Regions from separate parts of the Mus musculus genome. Here region 2 is linked to region 1. The links are chromatin contacts, called in public HiChIP or PLAC-seq maps. All regions are on one chromosome and are shown on one strand. Each heading gives the region's core, a stretch centred on a gene start, on an enhancer-like site or on the middle of the called end of the contact. The rest is flanking DNA. Distances are from core to core; before and after follow the strand shown. Region 1 overlaps Agps (alkylglycerone phosphate synthase). Region 2 has its middle 18 kb from the start of Ttc30a2.

Region 1 (4,380 bases), core at 1,377-3,876:
CTGTTGAGGCGCTGTTTAGGAGTCTGTGGAACCTTCAGGATCTAAGCAGTGAGAGTTACAGAATGACCCTACTTCTACCCAAGCCTTCTACTTCTTGGTCTATGGCAATATGATCAAGAAGTCCCATGTTCCTGGCACCAGGACTTCAAGTCACTGCCATTACCACAACCCCCTCTCCCCAGCCCTGTGACCAATACAAATGGTTCCTCCCACAAGTAATGTTGTGCCTGGTATTTAGTCAAGATGATAAAAAGGTAACCAGACAACAAACTGGCATCAGGAATGGGGTTTTGCTATACTTGACCATGTGGTTCTCGGGCTCTTGGATATGGTTTGTGAGAAGAACATGGAAGAGTGTGAAGTGGTAGTTTAGAGAGGTCCTAGAATGCCATAAACAAGACTTAACGGATGATTCTAGTAAGAGTTTGGAAGACCAGATGTTAGCCTTACTTAAGAGTATTCCCCATAATTGTCTCCTTCCTGGACTCTGGTTTTCACAGAGACTCCAAGTTAAACAAATAAAATAAATACGATGTGAGCTTGGGTCTAACTTCTTTCTTTTATATGGAATTGCAAGGGATTCAGAATAGTCAGGGGGGTTAAAAAAAAAAAAAAAAAAAAAAAAACAGGTCTCAAAGGCCTCACACCTCAGCTGCAAGATATAGAGAAAGCAAGCTGGAACTATTCAAGTGCTGTTAGAAAAAGCATCAACAGTCTAATCTAGCTGTGAACCCTATGAACTACAAAAAAAAAACTATCAGGAAAAATATGCCCACCTGTGCAATCACTCCATAAGAGGAAACCCATGCTATTTAATATTAAAAAGCAAGTATTTTCCTGAACAAATAAAGCCTCACATAAATTGAAAATATACTCTCAGGTAACTTCATTATTAAGAGAAAGTGTCAAAAAGAGTTAATGGGGATCGAGGGAGGGGTCACTGGTTAAGAGCACTGGCTGATCATTCAGAGGTCCTAGGTTTAATTCCCAACACTCACAATTCCAGGGCACCCAATACTTTCTTCTGGCCTCCACAGGCATCGCATATACATGGTGCACAGAAACATATGCAAAGACACATACACATAAAATTAAAAATAAAGGGGCACAAAAAGAATGGTGTCACCTGATTCTGAATCTGTCCTCTCCCTGTCCTCCCTGTACAAGGCCTATGACTTCAATTTTAGGAAAAAAAAAAGATTAAATAAATAAAACAAAATGCCCTATAAACTTTAAATTACCTCTAAGCAAAGATAAAAAGAAAAGCTTCCCTTCGACCTACTGTAGTTCTCAACACTAAAGGACTGCAAGTGTGAGAAGGACTGAAGGGATGCTTAAGCAGTTGACCACACAACAGAGCTGAGGGCAGAGGGGTCAATGGCTAACACCTGAAATCCCAGCATCTGGAAAACTGAGTCAAGAGGATTATAAATTTAAGACCATTCAGAGCCACACAGTAAATGCCAAGCCAGCCTAGGCTGAAGGGTAAGACCCTCTAAAAACAAGCAGACAAATAAATAAACAAAAACCAAAAAAACAGGAGCACAGGAAGATTAAAAAAAATAAAGTACAGCAATTTAAGGGACAAAGAAAATACATACAAAAGACCTTCATACAACAATAGTGCCAAAATATTATATAAAATCATAATCCTATACAGGTCCTAGAGAGGACCACATACCTATAAGGAATTGTGAAAAGGGCTAAGAAGCAAGTCAGGCATGGTAGTGCACGCCTTTAATCCTAGCACGCAGGAGACAGAGTCACGCAGATCTGAGCTTGAGGCCAGACTGGTCTTCATACAAGTTCTAAGACAATCAGAACTACATAATAAAGACCCTGTCTCAAAAAAAAAAAAAAAAAAAAAAAAAGAAGAACTACAAAGAAGAAAATGGTATGAATCAAGAAGAGCAATACTGATGAAGCAAGGAGACTGTGTGCACACATGTGTTCACCCTCAAGCATACACACAAAGCAAAGGTACTCACGCACCCACCTACCCACAACCTATCACCTACACACCCAGACACACCTACCTACCTGTACACATAAACCAACCCCCACAGCTACCACCACCACCATCACAAATAGCTAATCTATCATCAAATACTTGATATGATCTCTACCATGTCATTAGCAGACATTGTTGTTTGTTCTTTCTTTGTTGTTACTGTCAAAGATCAGAACTGATTGATAGGTTACTTCTTTACCAATGAAATGAACCAATTCAAGCTGAGTTAGAATATATTAAAGGCACTGGCCCTAAAGATGAAAGCCAAGGAAGAAGGGGAAGGGGAAGAAAGAGAGAAAGGGGGTATGTGCAAAGAAGAGAGAGGGGAGAGAGTAAGAAAGAGACCAAAATATCTGGATTATATAGAGAAGAACCTCTCAGCTGAAATTTTCAAGGTTGGGAGCAGGAACTAAGGGATGCTGGGAGAACCTGGAAGACAGGTCTGCTTTGATATGTAAAATATGCACCTCAGTCCCCAGTCCCAGGTCCTAAACCAAACACCAATGCATGAATGCCTTAATTATTTGTGAGGCTGAAAAGCACTGCAAAGTGGGTGGGGGTGGGGCTGCCTGGAACAAGAGTGCGGTCAAGGCTTGTCTAAAATCTCATCTTGAGCCTGCCAGAAGTTGGACCATTTCCGCCTTGTTCTGGGCCTCCATGTCCCTGCTCACATAGCCTTACAAGCCCTACATCTGCCAACCTTGAGGTAATCAAGTAGCCTGGTGGCCTGGTTACAGGTTAAACTTCTTTTCTCCTCATAAGGTCACATTCCAGTGTGATGGCTTGTACATGCTTGGCCCAGGGAGGGGCACTGTTGGGAGGTGTGGCCTTGTTAGAGTAGGTGTAGCCTCTTGGGTGTAGGCTTTAATACCCTTGTCCTAGCTGACTAAGAGCCAGTATTGTGCTAGCAGCCTTCAGATGAAGGAGTAGAACATGCCTGCCTGACTGCTGCCATGTTCCTGCCTTGATGATAATGGACTGAACCTCTGAACCTGTAAGCCAGCCCCAATTAAATGTTGTCCTTATAAGAGCTGACTGGTTATGGTGTCTGTTCACAGCAGAAAAACCCTAACTCCAGCAAGCACCTGGGATTCTTCAAATAAGTCATTCCCAGGCATTCCCACCACCTTGGCCCCACCCAAAGATATACATTCACCCCAAAGCCTCTACCCACTCCCCAAAGGATTTAAATGGCCTTTGTCCCCCCACCCCCCACTTAAATGAGCTGCTCAATGAGAAGTCAGTTGGTTTTTCATCTTGCTCACTGCAGAAGTCTCCTCACTGCCCTCCAACTTCCTACCCACCACCCCAAGCAGAGTAGGAACAACAGTTATTATAAGTGTTCTTTCATTTCTGAATATAACACTAAATGTTTCCAAACTCTATCTGTTCAACTCAAACCATCTTTTGAAGTAAGCAATGAGTTCTTTAGCTAAGTTAGAAACACTTTGTTTAAATTTATCATATTTCTCTAAATTTAAGGGATGTTCCTATTCCACAATCTGAAAAACAGGCCCAAGTTTACTCATACCATTCCCTTCTGTGTTTACTCGACAGCTTGCAAAACAGAAGGAATTACACATTTGGAAGATCTGAAGAATGGCATTCTAGCCTATCCAATATTAGCAAGCAAACAATGCATATTACTTACAAAATAAAAATTTAAATGACAAACAAAAGTTTAAAAGATACACGAATAATGGAATTTAAAGCAGTTTCTAAAATCATCCAACACTAAGTAATAAAACACATAATTATAGGAAAACAAGAGAGAAAGAAAATGCTTTGTCAGCCTGATAGAATTTAACTGTAATATACAAAGTTAAAATATTTAACCACTGTTTTTAAGATTCACTAAAAATTTTGAAAATAAAAACAAACAAAAAAAATCACACTGTCATTAGAAATATATAAGACTAAAGTGTAGAAGAAAACTGAGTAAGTCATTCTCAGAAAACCCTTATGAATTAAAATCTTTATGAATTAAAACATAGTAAGTCATAAAAACTCATTACTCTTTACATATATAAAGCATACCATTCTTTCAAAGATATCACAGACTGTGTGATATCACAGACTTTCACAAAATGAAGTCATTAACTTCATATTTTCCTAACAACTTTACAAATACACCAACCTTCAGATCCCATAATGAAGTGATGGATATCAGGGCCCGTTGACATACGAGGTCCTTGGGAGCTTTTCTCTATTACACCTCTAGGTGTTACCATTTTCATATGAACCACCTGTTTAATACAATGCGCAATATAAATTCCACACACCCGTTACATCTATGTCTGTACTTGCACACACACTCATTTATAATAAATTATACCTTTATAATAATACTACTTATTAAATAGTGAGCT
Region 2 (4,380 bases), core at 928-3,427, 90 kb before region 1:
TTCTTACTTGGTAGAAATATTGGCAAGTGGATCCAACCATAAGATTTCAGGCCCTCCATGCTTTAATGTTTTTTGAAGTTTGATGGCTGTCACTAACCAGTTTGTCAACGTCCCCGGTGACTTCTGCAGAGTAAACGACTGGAGATTTGGTGGAGCGGAGTTTTCTGGCAGAATGTGGTGTGCACCTGAGGGTTGTCGAACTAATTATAACCTAAGTGGGGTATGGACATTCACAAGGAGTCTTCTTCCTGTGAAAATATCTGTACCTTTAAGTGTATCTCTCTTGGGCTTTGGGGAAAAGCCTAAATTACTTAGTGTTTTGACTTTACCTCTGCTGTGTAATCCTTCCTGAAGACAAAGATCCTCTGGGTGGACACTGTATTGCTTCTATGCACTGTCAGAGGAGTTCTATGAAAAGATCTCTCTCTTTCTTTTTTTAGTAGATAATTATTTTGATGTATACGGATGTTTTGACCGCATTTATATCTGTACCCCACATGTATGAAGTTCAGTCAAAGGCCACAAAAGGGCGTCAGATCTCCCGGAAGTGGATTACAGATGGTTACTAGCTACCATGCGGATGCTAGGAACAGAGCTGGAAGAGCAGCCAGTGTTCCTAACCACTAAGCCATCTCTCCAGCTTCTAAACGGGCACTCTTCAGACCTACATCCATGCTCTGAAACACCTCAGCATGGCTAAACGTCACCCGGGCTGTTTGTTTGTTTGCTCCCGTTCTAAATCCTGACACGGGATAATTTAAATCATTTTTAAAGTCTCTTGCTTGTTTTTATAACCCAAGAATGTCTTCTCAAGGACATAGGCGTGACAGCTTGAAACACAATCATCAAAGGAGAGACCATCCTTCTTACATCTGAACCCCGTACCCTATTCTGTGGTGTGGGGAGGGGAGCCCAACTTTCCTGGCATCAAAATAGTGGGACTACCATCTGTTGAGAAGACATGAGAAGGTGGCTTCCTTTGGCTGAAGCCACTTAACAAACAGACGGCTCAATCTCCTTCTCACCCCACTGCTTAAAAATCCTATCCCCGCTTCAGCAGAGTTGAATCCAGACTGAGTTCTGGCCTCTCACCAACTGCAACAGCCTTGAAAAAAATCCTCACGCCTACTTAACTTTGCCTGGTACAAGTCTTGTGCTGGCATCAATTGATGTAAAGACACTAAAGCCAAAATGTGTAGCGTTCCTCGCCCCCTGATTGCTTTAGGAAGGGTCATGGCAGCTAAGAGCTGCAGAGTCTACCATGCCTTCTTCCATCTCAGAGGCTTGAACAAGCTTGGGTTCACACTCCGTTTGTTCACCGGTCAGGGGGGAATCTCAGTACATGTCCCTGTGGAGTTTTTCAGTAAGTCTGGTGACACATGAGAGCAAGCCCAGAGATTTCCAGGTCAAGGGCCTGTTTCTCTGCAGTGTGCTTTGGTGACAGCCTTGGAGAACAAAGGGACAGTGAATCATTTCCTCTGTGCGAAGGTCATCTCTGCTGATCTTTGCAGTGCGGTGCTGACTTGAGAACCCAGCAGCTCTGAAGTCCCTTGCACTTAGGATCCTGCACCCAGCATGCCCCGCGCCTCTTGACTCCTTGCTAGCTCCTTCCAACTTTCTTCCTTCCCCTGCTGTCTTAAAAGGAAAGACCCAGGGCAGAGCCTCTGATGCTTACACAAAAGAAAAACAAATGGAGTCACACAATAACTTTAGCTGCGATCACTTCCTGGACCTCCAAGTTCCCAAAAGGGGGCGGTAGGGGGAGGGTGGTGGAGCGCATATCCATGGGCAGCTCCAGGTCAGATGTGAGGAGACAATGGCCAAAGTGACACACCCAGTTCGTGGCATCCTTGTCTGGGACTCCCTTTCTCCATCTTTGGATAGCCAATCGCTGTGTCTGCGCCTTGCTGCTCTCCAGGGCCGTTAGAAGGCTCAAATGAAATAACGTCTGTAAAGTGCTTAGTAAACTGTAAAATGCTTTACAAATGTAAGGGATTATTACAAACCACAATACAGCGGTGCTTTATGGTTTTATAAAACTACTGGCTGGAACTGCAGGAAGGGGAATCCCTCTGGTGATTTTGATTTTGGAAACAGGAGGGCTTGGGCCAGCCTGCTTGCCAGGCGTCAGACTCCTGGCAGCAGCTGTTTATCCCATCTCACTCAGCTCCGCACATATGGCCGCTGCGGGCCTCCTGCAGAGCCGACAATCTGCACCACTGAGTCTGAGCTCGGCCAGCGCAATCTCCACTCCACCCTGGCGCTGTCTGGCTTGCCAAGTCTAACACCTAGGAAACAGAGACCTTATCGCCTTGTACTTTACCACCAAAGCGTTTGAGTTGGGTTTTTGTTGTTCTTTTAGATGAGAATTTCCCTTCTTTAGCGACTGGAACAACTCAGATTCTCACCATAAAAAGCCTTCCTTTGAGCGGACTGAAAACCCCAGATGTTGCTCCCTTTTTTTTTTTTTTTTTAAGCTTTACTGTGATCACAAAGGCAGTGGTATAAACGTCTGCCCCGGGCCTGGGCTTGCACCAGCTGAGAAGGATTAAGACACTGATACATTCTTTTCTCTTTGGACTTCACACAGCAAGGTCGCATTAACCCATGCTGGCTGGCGGCAGAGTTGGCACCTGTGGATTCTCCTTGGCGCTGCAGCCAAGCCCTTGATGGACGCTTACGAACACTAAAGTGCAGCGGCCTTGCTGTTGATAACCGCTCGCTTCTCCCTGAGGTGTTCTGAAATTGTTTTTGCGTCTAAGCACTACTCCTGGGCTTGTAAATGTCACGAGGAATTATGAACATTTGCGGAAAAGTAACCGTTTGACTAATTTCCTGTTCCACAAAGCAAACACACCACCCTATGTATTTAGGATCTGCTGTTGGCACGCCAGGTTGTGGCAAGTTTCAAGGTTATAGGATCATAAATGGGATTAGATAAGCCAGACAGGGTGGCTCAGACTCTAGCAATTTTAAAGTATGAAAATTCCGCAGAAAAAAATAGGCAAACAATCTTGAAGGGAAAGTAAACTATAATAGCCCTACAAGATGGGGGGGGGGGGGGGAGACCACTGCTGTGGTGTGGCTGGGGACTCAGTAGTCCCGGGGTGGGGGGTGCATTTCTAGAATACATGCTAGAATGGATAAATATTTTAGAATACAAGACAGAAACGGGTCATAATTTTAAGAACAGAAGGAGTTTTCTATTTGATTCAAGTGTGGCCTGACACATTTTTCAAAAGCAAAAGATGAAGGAAATTACGAAGAAGAGTAGAATTGATGGCAGGAATCTGGAATTCCAGAGAGCAGAATGCATTGCGCCACATGGATGCCTTTGCATTTTAAATTATCTATTTCCTTTTAATTGACCAGATTAATTATTCCCACCTTGCCACTTGGCAGGTAGGGTCGCTGCTCCTTCACCACATTAATGAACCTATTCACGTTGCCTCTTTGTAATTAAGACTGTGAGTTACAGGTCACATTCTCAGATTGGTTTAGTGGACGGCCAGCTTAGTCTTTATTAAGGAAAATATATGACATCAGGCATTTCCCGCTGTAAGAGCCCTGATTTTCTGCAGAGTTTTCTTCCACTTGTCAGAGGAGGGTAGTGGCTCCCTGCCTTTTGTTTTGTCCAGAAGAAACACAGACCTGTGAAGGTGATAGCATCAGTCAAAGGCCGGACACCTAGAGGGTAGCTGATGGATCCATGCTCGAGATTCTTTATTGCTATGACAATCCTGAGCAAGTCCTTTCATGAGCTATTTGAAAAGAAATATCTCTGGAAATGCAGCTACGTTAATAAAGGGAAATATATTGCCCTCTTCCATTATCTTTGCTTTTAAGCCGTTTAGGAAATTCTAAAAACATAAAAAGGTACTCAGTACTTTGACTAACAGCAGCTAAACATAGCAGAGAAGTTTTCATCTGTGGTGTCTATGGCCCCCAAGAGAGCAAGCTTTAATAAAAAAAAAAAAAAAAAAAAAAAAAAAAAAAAAAAAAAAAAACCTGAAATTGTCATCCAAAACATTTGGTTTCATTCAGAACTTCTGGATCTCAGCTTGGTTCCCAGTGTTAAAACACTTCCTCTCCCCAGCCCGAGTGGTATTTGTTCCATAAATATAAGTCAGAGCATGAGAGACACTGATAGATGCCTTCAAGTTTTACTTGGCATGGTGGCACACGCCTATAAACCTGGCCTGTTCAAGGTGAACCGAGGTGACAAAAACCCTGTCTCAAACAAAACAAGACAGCAATAACTAAAAGAGCCTTTTTGCTGCTGGTCACAGAGATCTAAAATACATATAACACAGTGCACCATGGATGCACAGACAGTGTGTAGGAAGTCCTGTTGGCATTGTCCAAACACAGTAGGATGAA

What was found. HiChIP or PLAC-seq counts read pairs in DNA pulled down with a chosen protein or histone mark.
Region 2: an H3K27ac HiChIP or PLAC-seq map of embryonic stem cells shows a contact between it and region 1, with 2.2 times the contacts expected there. The contact joins two enhancer-like sites. A contact is called at or near these places in 2 of 39 promoter capture datasets (the HPC-7 cell line and liver), 3 of 15 datasets of contacts at CTCF or cohesin (embryonic stem cells, large pre-B cells and pro-B cells), 8 of 484 Hi-C or Micro-C datasets (the HPC-7 cell line, bone marrow-derived dendritic cells, embryonic stem cells and 4 more), 15 of 115 datasets of contacts at active chromatin or transcription factors (bone marrow-derived dendritic cells, bone marrow-derived macrophages, embryonic limb bud and 3 more) and 4 of 9 other capture datasets (adipose tissue, embryonic stem cells, liver and 1 more).

What each region holds. Positions count from the first base shown.
Region 1 is chr2:75,868,182-75,872,561 of GRCm38.p6, reverse strand. Agps (alkylglycerone phosphate synthase) reads right to left here. Exons shown (of 20, transcript NM_172666.3): 10 at 4,149-4,257. Among named protein-coding and RNA genes, the nearest start is that of Gm34861, 38 kb to the right of the region's middle. Within about 2 kb of position 2,626, at least 24 of the 459 cell types and tissues checked have an H3K27ac peak or open chromatin away from gene starts, as enhancers often do. A contact at or near this core is called in embryonic stem cells and uterus, where this site is marked.
Region 2 is chr2:75,957,843-75,962,222 of GRCm38.p6, reverse strand. No RefSeq gene overlaps it. Among named protein-coding and RNA genes, the nearest start is that of Ttc30a2, 18 kb to the left of the region's middle. Within about 2 kb of position 2,177, at least 111 of the 459 cell types and tissues checked have an H3K27ac peak or open chromatin away from gene starts, as enhancers often do. A contact at or near this core is called in embryonic stem cells and uterus, where this site is marked.